Regions from separate parts of the Sus scrofa genome. Here region 1 is linked to region 2. Evidence: chromatin contacts called from public HiChIP or PLAC-seq data. All regions are on one chromosome and are shown on one strand. The core of a region is the stretch at or near the end of the contact, and the rest is flanking DNA. Distances in the headings are between cores, read along the strand shown.

Region 1 (5,109 bases), core at 626-3,125, 150 kb after region 2:
TGAGGAGAATGACAAAAGGGAATGATCCACTTTCTGGAGTAAAGTTCTGCATACAAGCATCCTTGGGCAGCTTGTTACAGCTGCAGTTTATATTTCATCTCTCTCCTAAAATGAAACATTAAAATATTTTTCTCATATATATATTAATTCAGGGATGTGGATTTGCCAAGTCTGCAGACCAAAGAAAAAGGGAAGAAAACTACTTCATGAGAAAGCTGCACAAATAAAACGACGATATGCAAAACCCATTGGACGACCGAAAAATAAATTAAAGCAACGATTGTTGTAGGTTGAGATCTTATCAAAAGAAATCTTTTATGTTGTGCTTTAAGATATAGTTGATTGTAACCCCCTTAGATTCCATTAACTTTTACCATCATTTTTAAAAACTCAGGGATGAGGAATATTTCTATTTTTGCATAAGCTATGGAAATTTTTTGGAAAATAATATTTTTAATTACAGTTGGCATTTTGGGTCTTCTGTTGGCAGTATCTGTGATGCTAAGTGATGTTTTTCAAGCACAGGATAGAAGCAGAGTGTAAGAATTGGAAATAATCGTTCTGCCTCCTTTATTACTGGCTGAGCATTTGAAGAGCTTAATTATATAAATATTTTTGTGGGCATTTTGAAAACAAGAGAGGGATTTGTTTCACATCTAGAGTGAATCTCTGTAGTTGCCCCAGATAACATTTTAGAAAAAGACTTCTCTTTTCTGGTGCTAATTCAATATTACAACTTTTAAAGATCCCTTTTATGAAATAAGAGCTTCTGAGATAACTGAGAATGACTGTCCTACTGTTCGCCTCCAAAGAGTTAGACAAGACCATTTGGTGTGTGCACATGTGTGTAGACATACAGACAAAATAGTATATTTGCAGTAGCCTGCAGTTCTGCTATAAGAGCCCCATTTCCATCAGCCTGTTGCCATTGGGATGACATAAAAGCCAAGAAGAACATTTAGCAGGAGTTACTTGGAGAGGTAGAGAAAAGATAAGAGGCAAAATGGTTGTAGTTTTTTTTCGCCTGAATGGAGTGTAGATTTGACTGTCAGCATTGGGTAAGGTGTTTACAAATGAAGTCAGTAGACTTGCATATCTGAAGCAGTTCTATCAATTAGACCGTTGCTCTTCTCTTCAGGCTTCTTGAAAGGGTCATTGTGATGTAGAAACGATAGGTACTCTGCACACCCAGTGAACACACCCCAGGTGTCTCATTCTCTTGCTTATTAATCTCCCACCCCCCATTTTAGCAGAAGCAATTCACTGTATTACCTCCTCTCAGAAAAACAGTCTCTTTCTGCACCTTTATCTCCTACAGGAAAAATAGAAAATGCACAGTCCTTCCTAGAGTGTTCTGTGAAACTTTATGAAAACCTTTAAACTGGTAGACATTTTACTTTGGGATTTGTGTTAATTTCTAGAAGCAAACGTTAAACATATTCGTGAATAAAATCTATCATATTAGCATCATTTGAAGTAGAAATTATATGTTTTTGCATTCATCCGGTGTAAGCATTGTTCTCAAAATGGGACCGTATCCTCAGGGCCCAATTAAAAAAACCAAATTAGAATATAAACTTTCTAAACAAAGGACACAGCTGAAAATTGCATCTGGCACCAATCCTAACTTTTTGTTTGTCCAAAATTGTCCTTTTGAGCTTAGGAATTTTTAAGACAGTCTAGGGAGTTTTCCTTTTTACATGCTTTATAAGCATATTATCCTTTCTGGGCAATCGATTCCAGATAGAGTCCAAATGTAGCATTCTGATGCAGAAACATTCTAGCCTGGATGAGTTGTTTATTAGTAACTCTCACTGTGACACTAGAGATCTCCAGCTCGAACCTGATTTGGCTGAATCGGTGGCGTTGGGCAAAGCTCCTGGCAGTTGAGCTGCTTCTGATGAGCCTAGTAGCTTGCTCCATTGGTCTGCACCAGCCTCCCCTTCAGCTGACTGCCGAAACTGTTCATTAAATCTCTGTGTACAGGAAGACCGCTGAACTATGCTCTTCTATTTGTATTACTTAAGATATTTTTATGATTCATAGATCATATCATTTTCAGGCTTCCATTTCTTCATTACTACCCCTCAGCTCAATTGATAATTTTTGAGGCCCATCCTTGGGCCCCAGCACTGCCATAATTCACATGCAAATGTTTGTATTGTATAAAATTCTGCTGCAAAACGGGTAGCTTTCCAAGGCCTAGCCTGAGGTGAAGGCAGGCAGCTGCTGATCCTGTAAGCAGCTGTGCTAGCGGAGTGACCTCCAGTCTCCATTGACCACACAGCTGTATGGGCAGAACCGGCATCAAATGAACTGAAATAGCAGTCAGAACAGTGTATAAAGATTCTGATGCCAAGTGTCTGATAATGACCATGGTAAATGTGCCGCTTCTTCACCAGATTTTCCATGTCATGTCTGACCTGCTGTAGCTTTTCTTTAATCATTTCTTCAGTTTTTTGCTATTGTTGTCCTTTTTTCAGCAATATTTTATGCTGTAATTAGTTGTCTCCTCTACTTAGAGAGTATTATTGGTTATCTTATCATCCTAAGCATAAACTGCTAAGAAGAAGAAGAGGGTATCTTTTAATTTTTTTTTTCTTAAAAGTACTAATTTATAGATATAACCAAATTCAATTTATATAAATTTTCCATTTGAGTTAAAATTGCTTCCAACTAGAGATTAGATAAGCTTATTCCTTAGCTTCTAGAGACTACTTATGACTTATTTCCATTAATACTTTAAAAAAGACATTTCAGGAAATCATAATTATGTGTGGCGACGCAAGGGGGTAACAGTTTTATTTCATTATAATGAAAGCATTGGGTGATCTTTTAGTGCTCTCAAAATTTTTCTCACTCGTATTGCCCTTGGGTCCACATGATTCTTCCAGTACCTGTTGGATGGGCCCTAGGAGAGTCATGACATGTCAGCGTAGTTGCTGCAGCCTGTTTCAGCAGTGAAACATCTAGGTGGAGGCACACACACACCAATAGGACTTAGGGTTGCAGTTCAGTTTTCTTAACTTGAAGCACATTTGAATGCATCTAGTTGCTATAAATTTGTTTTCGATACCTTTATCATTCTCTTATTAAATGCTGATACTATTCTCTAAATTTTTGCCTAGGTCTGTAACCAGTGATGAAGGATCCATGAATGCATTCACAGGAAGGGGGTCACCTGGTAGGGGTCAAAAGACTAAAGTCTGTACCACACCTTCATCTGGTCATGCTGCATCTGGGAAGGACTCAAGCAGCAGATTGGCTGTTACAGACCCCACTCGGCCTGGTGCCACCACCAAAATCACCACCACCTCCACCTACATTTCTGCCTCTACACTTAAAGTTAACAAGAAAACCAAAGGGCTCATTGATGGCCTTACTAAGTTTTTTACACCATCACCTGATGGTCGCAGATCACGAGGTGAAATAATAGACTTTTCAAAGCACTATCGTCCAAGGAAAAAGGTCTCTCAGAAACAGTCATGCACTTCTCATGTGTTGGCTCCAGGTACCACACAAAAGCTAAAACCTCCACCTTCTTCACTCCCACCCCCAACCCCCATGTCTGGTCAGAGCCCCAGTTCACAAAAGTCCAGCACTTCTGCTTCTTCTACCTCTCCCCAGAGTTCTTCCAGCCAGTCCAGTGTGCCCTCCTTTAGCAGTCTTACTAATAACAGCCAGCTGAAGGCACTCTTTGACGGACTCTCTCATATCTATACCACTCAGGGACAGTCTCGCAAAAAGGGACACCCAAGTTATGCACCACCTAAACGTATGCGTCGTAAAACCGAGTTCTCTTCCACGGCAAAATCTAAAGCCCATTTCTTTGGAAAGAGAGATATTAGAAGTAGGTTTATTTCTCACTCCTCCTCCTCTAGCTGGGGGATGGCTAGAGGACGTATTTTTAAAGCAATTGCTCACTTCAAGCGAACAACTTTCCTTAAAAAGCACAGGATGCTAGGCAGATTAAAATATAAAGTGACCCCTCAGATGGGGACCCCCTCACCAGGGAAGGGGAGCTTGACAGACGGAAGGATTAAACCTGATCAGGATGATGGTAAGCAAAAGGTCACAGCTCCAACCAAACCTGCGTCCCGTCCCTTTCCCCCCAACCCCCCCGAGAAAAATCAATCAATTCCTATTTGTCACATAGGTCTTAGCTATTTCTCTTGTTCTCACTTCACTTTCATACAGAAGCAGTGAAACTTCGACCTTTTTCTAATGCTGACTAAACCTCCAAAATGTTGTTTTTCCAACTAATACTCTCCCACTTTTTATGATTTATTTCCATTTGTAGTGACACTAGGACCCCCAGATGCCTCCATAGCGTTGCTTATGGCTTTGTAGTCCCGCATGAGTAGCCACTGTCACGCTTCTGCCATGTTCCTCCCTCTTCAGCCACAGCGCCGCGTGGTCGTGTGCTGTCCGTGCTTCCAGCAGGGGGACTTGAGCTCCTCATTGCCCTCTGTCCATTGCTTTCTCATGACAAAGTCCATCCTGCTTCCTTCTCAACAAAGCCTGATCTGTGATTCTGTGAAGTGTGCTTTTGGATGTGAGTGTGTCTGCGTGTGTATTCACTTTAGGGAGAAAACTGATTCCATGGTTTCATTTAACAAATTGGCCCGTTAACATTTGCTATCCTTTGTAAAAACAGAAGCCAAAAATGTGTCATTTGGACAAAGTGGTAGATTTTATTATCTCAAAAGTGATCATGGGAATTCTTTAACTAGACATTGATGTGACTTCTTGGTTGAAAAATACGGTTTTGCTCTGTATTGCTCTTACTTTCTCTCATTTATTTATTGATGCTATAAAAAGATGATAGTGATAATTCCAATAAAAATTGGGTCCAGCAGGGGAAAGGTACTGCTGGATCTATGAGCAGTGCTTAGATGTGAAAGCTTATAAAGCTTAAGAAAACAATCCCTATTTGCCCACTGTGCTAATTTGGTACCATTTTGGTAATTTATGGTGGTTATTCATATGCAAGTTAGTAAATACACTTTCTGCTGGTTTTAAATGACAGATACGGAAATCAAAATAAGCATCAAACAAGAAAGTACAGATATAAATGTGATTGGAAACAAGGATACCGTTACTGAAGAG
Region 2 (5,324 bases), core at 890-3,389:
TATATCTAAAACCATGTGCCTATACCCTAACTTTCTCAGCCTTCCCCCCCTAATGCTGGGGGCATTGTTTCTATGCTTTTAGGACTGTAAGTAATGCTGGATAGATATCTTTTGTGCATGATCTTTGCCTGAATCTCAGATTATTTCTTTGGGACAGTCCAGATTACCAGCTCAAAGAGAATTTATGATAACCACGACAGCTCCCATCACCATTTGTTTAGCAACCTGTTTTTCCTCCCTTCATCCTCACAACAGCCCTCTGAGGGCCCATTTTCTTTGTACTTGAGGGAAGGGCCTTAAAGGACTTGTCCTGGGGCACACAGCTGGAATGGTGAGGATCAGGACTCACATTTGCTTGGCTCCCAAGCCCCTGCTTTATTAGAGTTCACTCATCTGTGTGGGGCATTTTTAAGGCTCCTGATACATGTTGCCACTTTACTTTCCAGAAACCTCATATCAATTTACATTCCCACAGAAAGTGCCAAACTTGCCACACCCAGGCCAGTGTGGGGGATTCTATATTTTCATTTTGCTAATACAGAAGAGAAAAAAAATCGGGTCGCACACATCTTCAATATATAGATCTGAACATTTTTCATATGTTTATTAACTATTTATACTTTCCCTCATGTAAGTATTTGTGTTGGATTATGTATGCTTTGAAATATATCAAACTTTCTTTAAAATGTTTCATGTCAATTCTCACCTAGTCTCAGTCAAAACGCTGGCTCATGTGGGCAAAAGCAGCAGGGGAAGCAACCAGATGGGTTATTCTGGCTCCTGTGTCTTTGGCTTTACACCGGAGATCCAAGTCCAGGAGTTATTTGGGACGCCTGTGGGAGAAACCACCTTCAGATTGAGAAAGGTGGTAGCAAGAGCTGGATGTGATGCTTAAACAAAACCCATACTGTACCACCTATGTATTAATTGCTTTCTGCTAGACCAGCAAATATCTGAGGTTGTCCTTGCTGGAATGGCCCTTTCCTTCTGCACTATAGTTGATATCAGGCTGGTGATGGCCACTCTAGCTGGGGACCCCCTTCCCTGCCCCCCAAATGTGCCAATAAGCAGGCACATTTTCAGCACAGAGCAGAGCTTGTCCAGAAGGGAGCCTGTCATGACTCAGGGCATTAAGGGTTGTCACTGCTTTGGCTCTGGTTACTGCTGTGGTGTAGGTTCCATCCTTGACCTGGGAACTTCCTCATGCCTAGGGAGCAGCCAAAACGGGGGAAAAAAAGAAAAGAAAGGAGCCTGTCAGTTTCTAGAACCTTTGCCTGATTGCCCTGCCTCCTTCTGTGCAGGCCGCTGAGGTCATGACCCTCCGAGGCGCAGAGGCCACACCAGGCCCAAGCCTGGCCCTGCCGGCCCTGCCCAGGGAGGTGGCGCGCTCCAGGAGGCTGGCGGGTTGGGAACAGAGGCCAAGGCAGCTGGCACAGAGAGGGCGCCCGGGAGGCTCCTGCCAAAGCTCGGTTTTGTGAGCCTGACAGCGGCCCTTCGGCAAGGTGAATTCTTTCAGAAAGGGACTTATTCACACGCTACCAAGATATCCGCGATCTACTGAATTCACGCAAAAATTAAAACAGCTGCCGGGCTGACTTAGCAACTTGCAGACACGCAGCTGATACGCCTTTGCGCGGAAAAGGCCCCACCCGCCCCAGCCGCAAGGGGGTCTGGAGGGAGTTGTTCTGTAGCCTGCGGCTCAGGGCCTGATCGTGACAGCTGAGTGACTTCGCTGGCGAGGTGGGCTGCGGAGTGACCAAGGCCACAGCATTGTTGGTGGCAGGGACGCCAAAGGCTGGAGGGAAGGGCGCGGCTGGTGAGGCTTTGTGCCCAGAACCCACTGCCCCAGCAGCTGCCTGCGGGAAACTCTGTGTCCTCCGTTGCGCCTTCGCTCCTTCCTCCTCTCTCTTGTCGGAATTAAGGGAGGCTTTGGCCAGCCCCAAATTGGTTATTCCAGTGTCCTCACAGCCTGGAAGCCTTTGGGCCTCTGACCTGAGACAATGGTTTACTTCCGTCACTCCCAGCAATACCTTCTCCTTCGCTAGGACTCTTTCATTCTGCCCCAGAGGCCACTTGGCCTTTCTGGCCTCCTGCCTTGGTGTCTTCCCATCCTTGGCGGAGCCAGCCTCCTCTCTGGCCAAGAGCCACCGGCTTCCGTGCCTGGTGAGGCCGTGTGTGCCTCAAGTTTGCTTCTGGTCCACAGGCACCAGGGGGGCAGCGTGGGGAGAGCAGGTTGCTCAGTGCCTGCTTGGATCCCCCTTCCCCCCACCCCCACCCCACCCCTGCCCCCCGCAACAGCTCCTCCAGGGCCACCCTTGAGGAGCAGTGACTGCAGGCCTGGACTTGAGTTCAGACTTAATTGAGGGGTAAGAAGAGGGAATTCTGACCCCCTGCCAAGCTCTCAAGGCCACAGTTTCCTTGTCTGTAAAATGGGGGATAATAGCAGTATTTAAAAGGGATTTTTGTGAGCATCAAATGAGCCAATTCAGGGAAATCACTTAGCACTGTAAGTACTCCGTAAGTGGTAGCTATTATTAATAATATTGTTACACCAAGCACTCAAAAGCCATGCTCAGCCAACATGCTCCCTCAGTCCACTTCAACATCCTGCGTTCCCACACTGTTTATCCTGAGAGGTTTTGAGTGGAGCCACAGAATTACACAACTTCATGCTCTACATGAGTCCCCCTATTCCTTTAATTGACAGGAACAAAATGCACTTCTCCTAGCTGCCTTGCAAATCAGCTCCTAGGTCATTTGTCATTTCTTAGAGCTCTAAGACTAGGCTGAGAAACTGCAAAAAAGGGCACTGAGTGGACTAGGGCAGAATTTCTTCATCCTAAGAAGCAGCCATTTTCTCAAGAAACATCCATATTTTGAAAAACTCAACTTACAGTGGTGACAGAGTTTAATTATTTGGAAGCCAACAAAAGCAGGGTGAAGTATGAAGGTGATTCCAATTTGCTTTTTCTACTGTGTTCAGAAACACCATAGATTGTAATCTGAGAATAACACTACCATCCCAGGATTTCTCAGCTTAATTCACATGGAGGGGGGAATGGATTCACTTTTTAATTCTTTCCATCTCATCAACAGTTTTGCTAACGTATTCTGGGGAAGGTCCAAAATAACATAATATATCTGATATGTCCACCACAATCATGGCCAATGGACAGTCAGTCAGCTTGGAAAAAAGGATAACTAGTGAGGAGGGGTGCTTTTACCTCAATGACACAGCTACTGAGATTTTTAAAAGGTATTGCATTTAGGGAATTATTATTATTATTATTATTATTGTCCTTTTAGGGCTGCACCTGTGGCAAATGGAAGTTCCCAGGCCAGGGATCGAACCAGAGCTACAGCCTACGCCACAGCCACAGCAACGCTGGATTCGAACAAAGTCTGTGACCTACATACCGCAGCTCACAGCAACAGTTGATCCTTAACCCACTGAGCTGGACTGGGGATCGAACCTGCATCCCCATGGATACCATCGGGTTCGTTACTGCTGAGCCACAACAGGAACTCCGCATTTAGGGAATTATTAATTTAGGTTCTGCTACACTACTACCTGCTGTAGTAGAAAAACTTCAACACACATCTCTTCGGCGTAACACACCAAAATTTATTTCTCCTGTTACATGTTAAAACCTATTGTGGGGTGAGGGAGTCTGCTCCATTCAGTCACTCAGGGGTCTAGGCTGATAGTGGCTCTGCCAATTTGTAGCTCCTCATCTGGAATACATGGCTTCTGAGATGCTTCAGCAGAGAAAGAGTGGAACAGAGAACGACCACTCTCGTTCTTAACTTCCTTGATGCAGAAGTAATACATAGCACTTCTACTCATCGTCCATTAGCTGAAACTAGCCACATGATCTAACCTAACTGACTGGGAGGCTATGAAATGTTGGGGAGCACATGGAATATTTGGTGAACACTAATCTCTCTGCCATAGGTTGAGATGCTACAAACTACAAGTAAACTTGGAATTGTTATTTCCAGTCACCAGCTATGATTGAGGAAACACAATCAGAAGCCATTATAGACTATTAACTAAAGGTTATTATTTGATATGTGGCACTGCAATTGAAAGAAAACGGAAAATATCAGCCCTAGCTAGTAGATAATGCCAAGTGACATCAGCCACTGAAGTGAGCCAATGGAGCAGAACAATAGGTTACAAACTCCAGAAGTAGGTAGCTAAAGCAGTTATGAGAGTAGAGGGGAGCTCCTCAAAGTATGGTATTCTTTTTTGTTTGTTTGTTTGTTTGTATGCTTCTATATCCAAAGCATATGGAAGTTCCCAGGCTAGGGGTCAAATTAGAGCTGCAGCTGCCCACCTACGTCACAGCCACAGCAACACAGGATCCAAGCCACATCAGGGACCTACACCACAGCTCACAGCAATTCCAGGTCCTTAATCCACCGAGTGAGGCCAGGGATCCAACCCACATCGTCATGGATACTAGTCAGGTTCCTTACCCCTGAGCCACAACAGGAACTCCAAAGTATGGTATTTTTGATCTTAGAAAGAGAGAAACTGAGATGATTTCAAGCCTGTGGGTATATATACATTTGGTTTTCTCTGGTGTGTGTGTGTGTGTGTGTGTGTGTGTGTGTGTGTGTGTGTGACTAAATATATCCATTGGTCAAATGCTGAAGTGTTAAATGTTTAAAGACACTCCCCAACAAACATACATAGCTTAGAAAAAGTGGTTTTAAGATTCGCAGACTTAAGAGAACAAACTTGTGGTTGCCAAGGGGGAGGGGGTTGGGGGAGGGAAGCAGTAGGAGGTTGGGGTCAGCAGAGGTAAGCTATTATATATAGAAAGGATGAACAACAAGGTCCTACTGTATAGCACAGGGAAATATATTCAGTATCCTATGATGAACCATAATGGAAAAGAGTATTTCAAGAAAGAACATATAACTGAGTCATTTAGTTGTTCAGCAGAAATTAACACAACATTGTAAATCAACTATACTTCAATTTTTAAAAAAGTAGTTTTAGATTAGGTACAGGAAGTACAGTTTTACAGTGGTTGGGGAATATGTTTATCCATCCTTCATATATTTAATGCCTCATGTGTAAGACACTAAATAAGAAATATTTGAGCTTATGAGGTTTACAGTCTATTTATGAATTTTATAAGATAGGCTTTAGGTAAGCAGATAGATAACATATCCTTAACCTTTTATTTTACTTAACATCATTTATTAATGCCATGTGCAAGGCAATTCCGGGAATATAAAGATGAACCCAGTCCCAACCCTGAAAGAGTTTCTGGCTGAGGTAGTGGCAATCAAGCTCGACCATGTTCTCC

What was found. HiChIP or PLAC-seq counts read pairs in DNA pulled down with a chosen protein or histone mark.
Region 1: a contact with region 2 is called in an H3K27ac HiChIP or PLAC-seq map of skeletal muscle. The contact joins two enhancer-like sites. A contact is called at or near these places in 1 of 47 Hi-C or Micro-C datasets (embryonic fibroblasts) and 1 of 2 datasets of contacts at active chromatin or transcription factors (skeletal muscle).

What each region holds. Positions count from the first base shown.
Region 1 is chr14:77,543,391-77,548,499 of Sscrofa11.1, forward strand. It overlaps KAT6B (histone acetyltransferase KAT6B), which reads left to right. Exons shown (of 18, transcript XM_021072870.1): 7 at 153-285; 8 at 3,129-3,184; 9 at 5,030-5,109. Among named protein-coding and RNA genes, the nearest start is that of DUPD1, 97 kb to the right of the region's middle. Within about 2 kb of position 1,876, at least 8 of the 83 cell types and tissues checked have an H3K27ac peak or open chromatin away from gene starts, as enhancers often do. A contact at or near this core is called in skeletal muscle, where this site is marked.
Region 2 is chr14:77,391,947-77,397,270 of Sscrofa11.1, forward strand. The region is part of intron 1 of KAT6B (histone acetyltransferase KAT6B); the gene reads left to right. Among named protein-coding and RNA genes, the nearest start is that of KAT6B, 3.8 kb to the left of the region's middle. Within about 2 kb of position 2,140, at least 3 of the 83 cell types and tissues checked have an H3K27ac peak or open chromatin away from gene starts, as enhancers often do. A contact at or near this core is called in skeletal muscle, where this site is marked.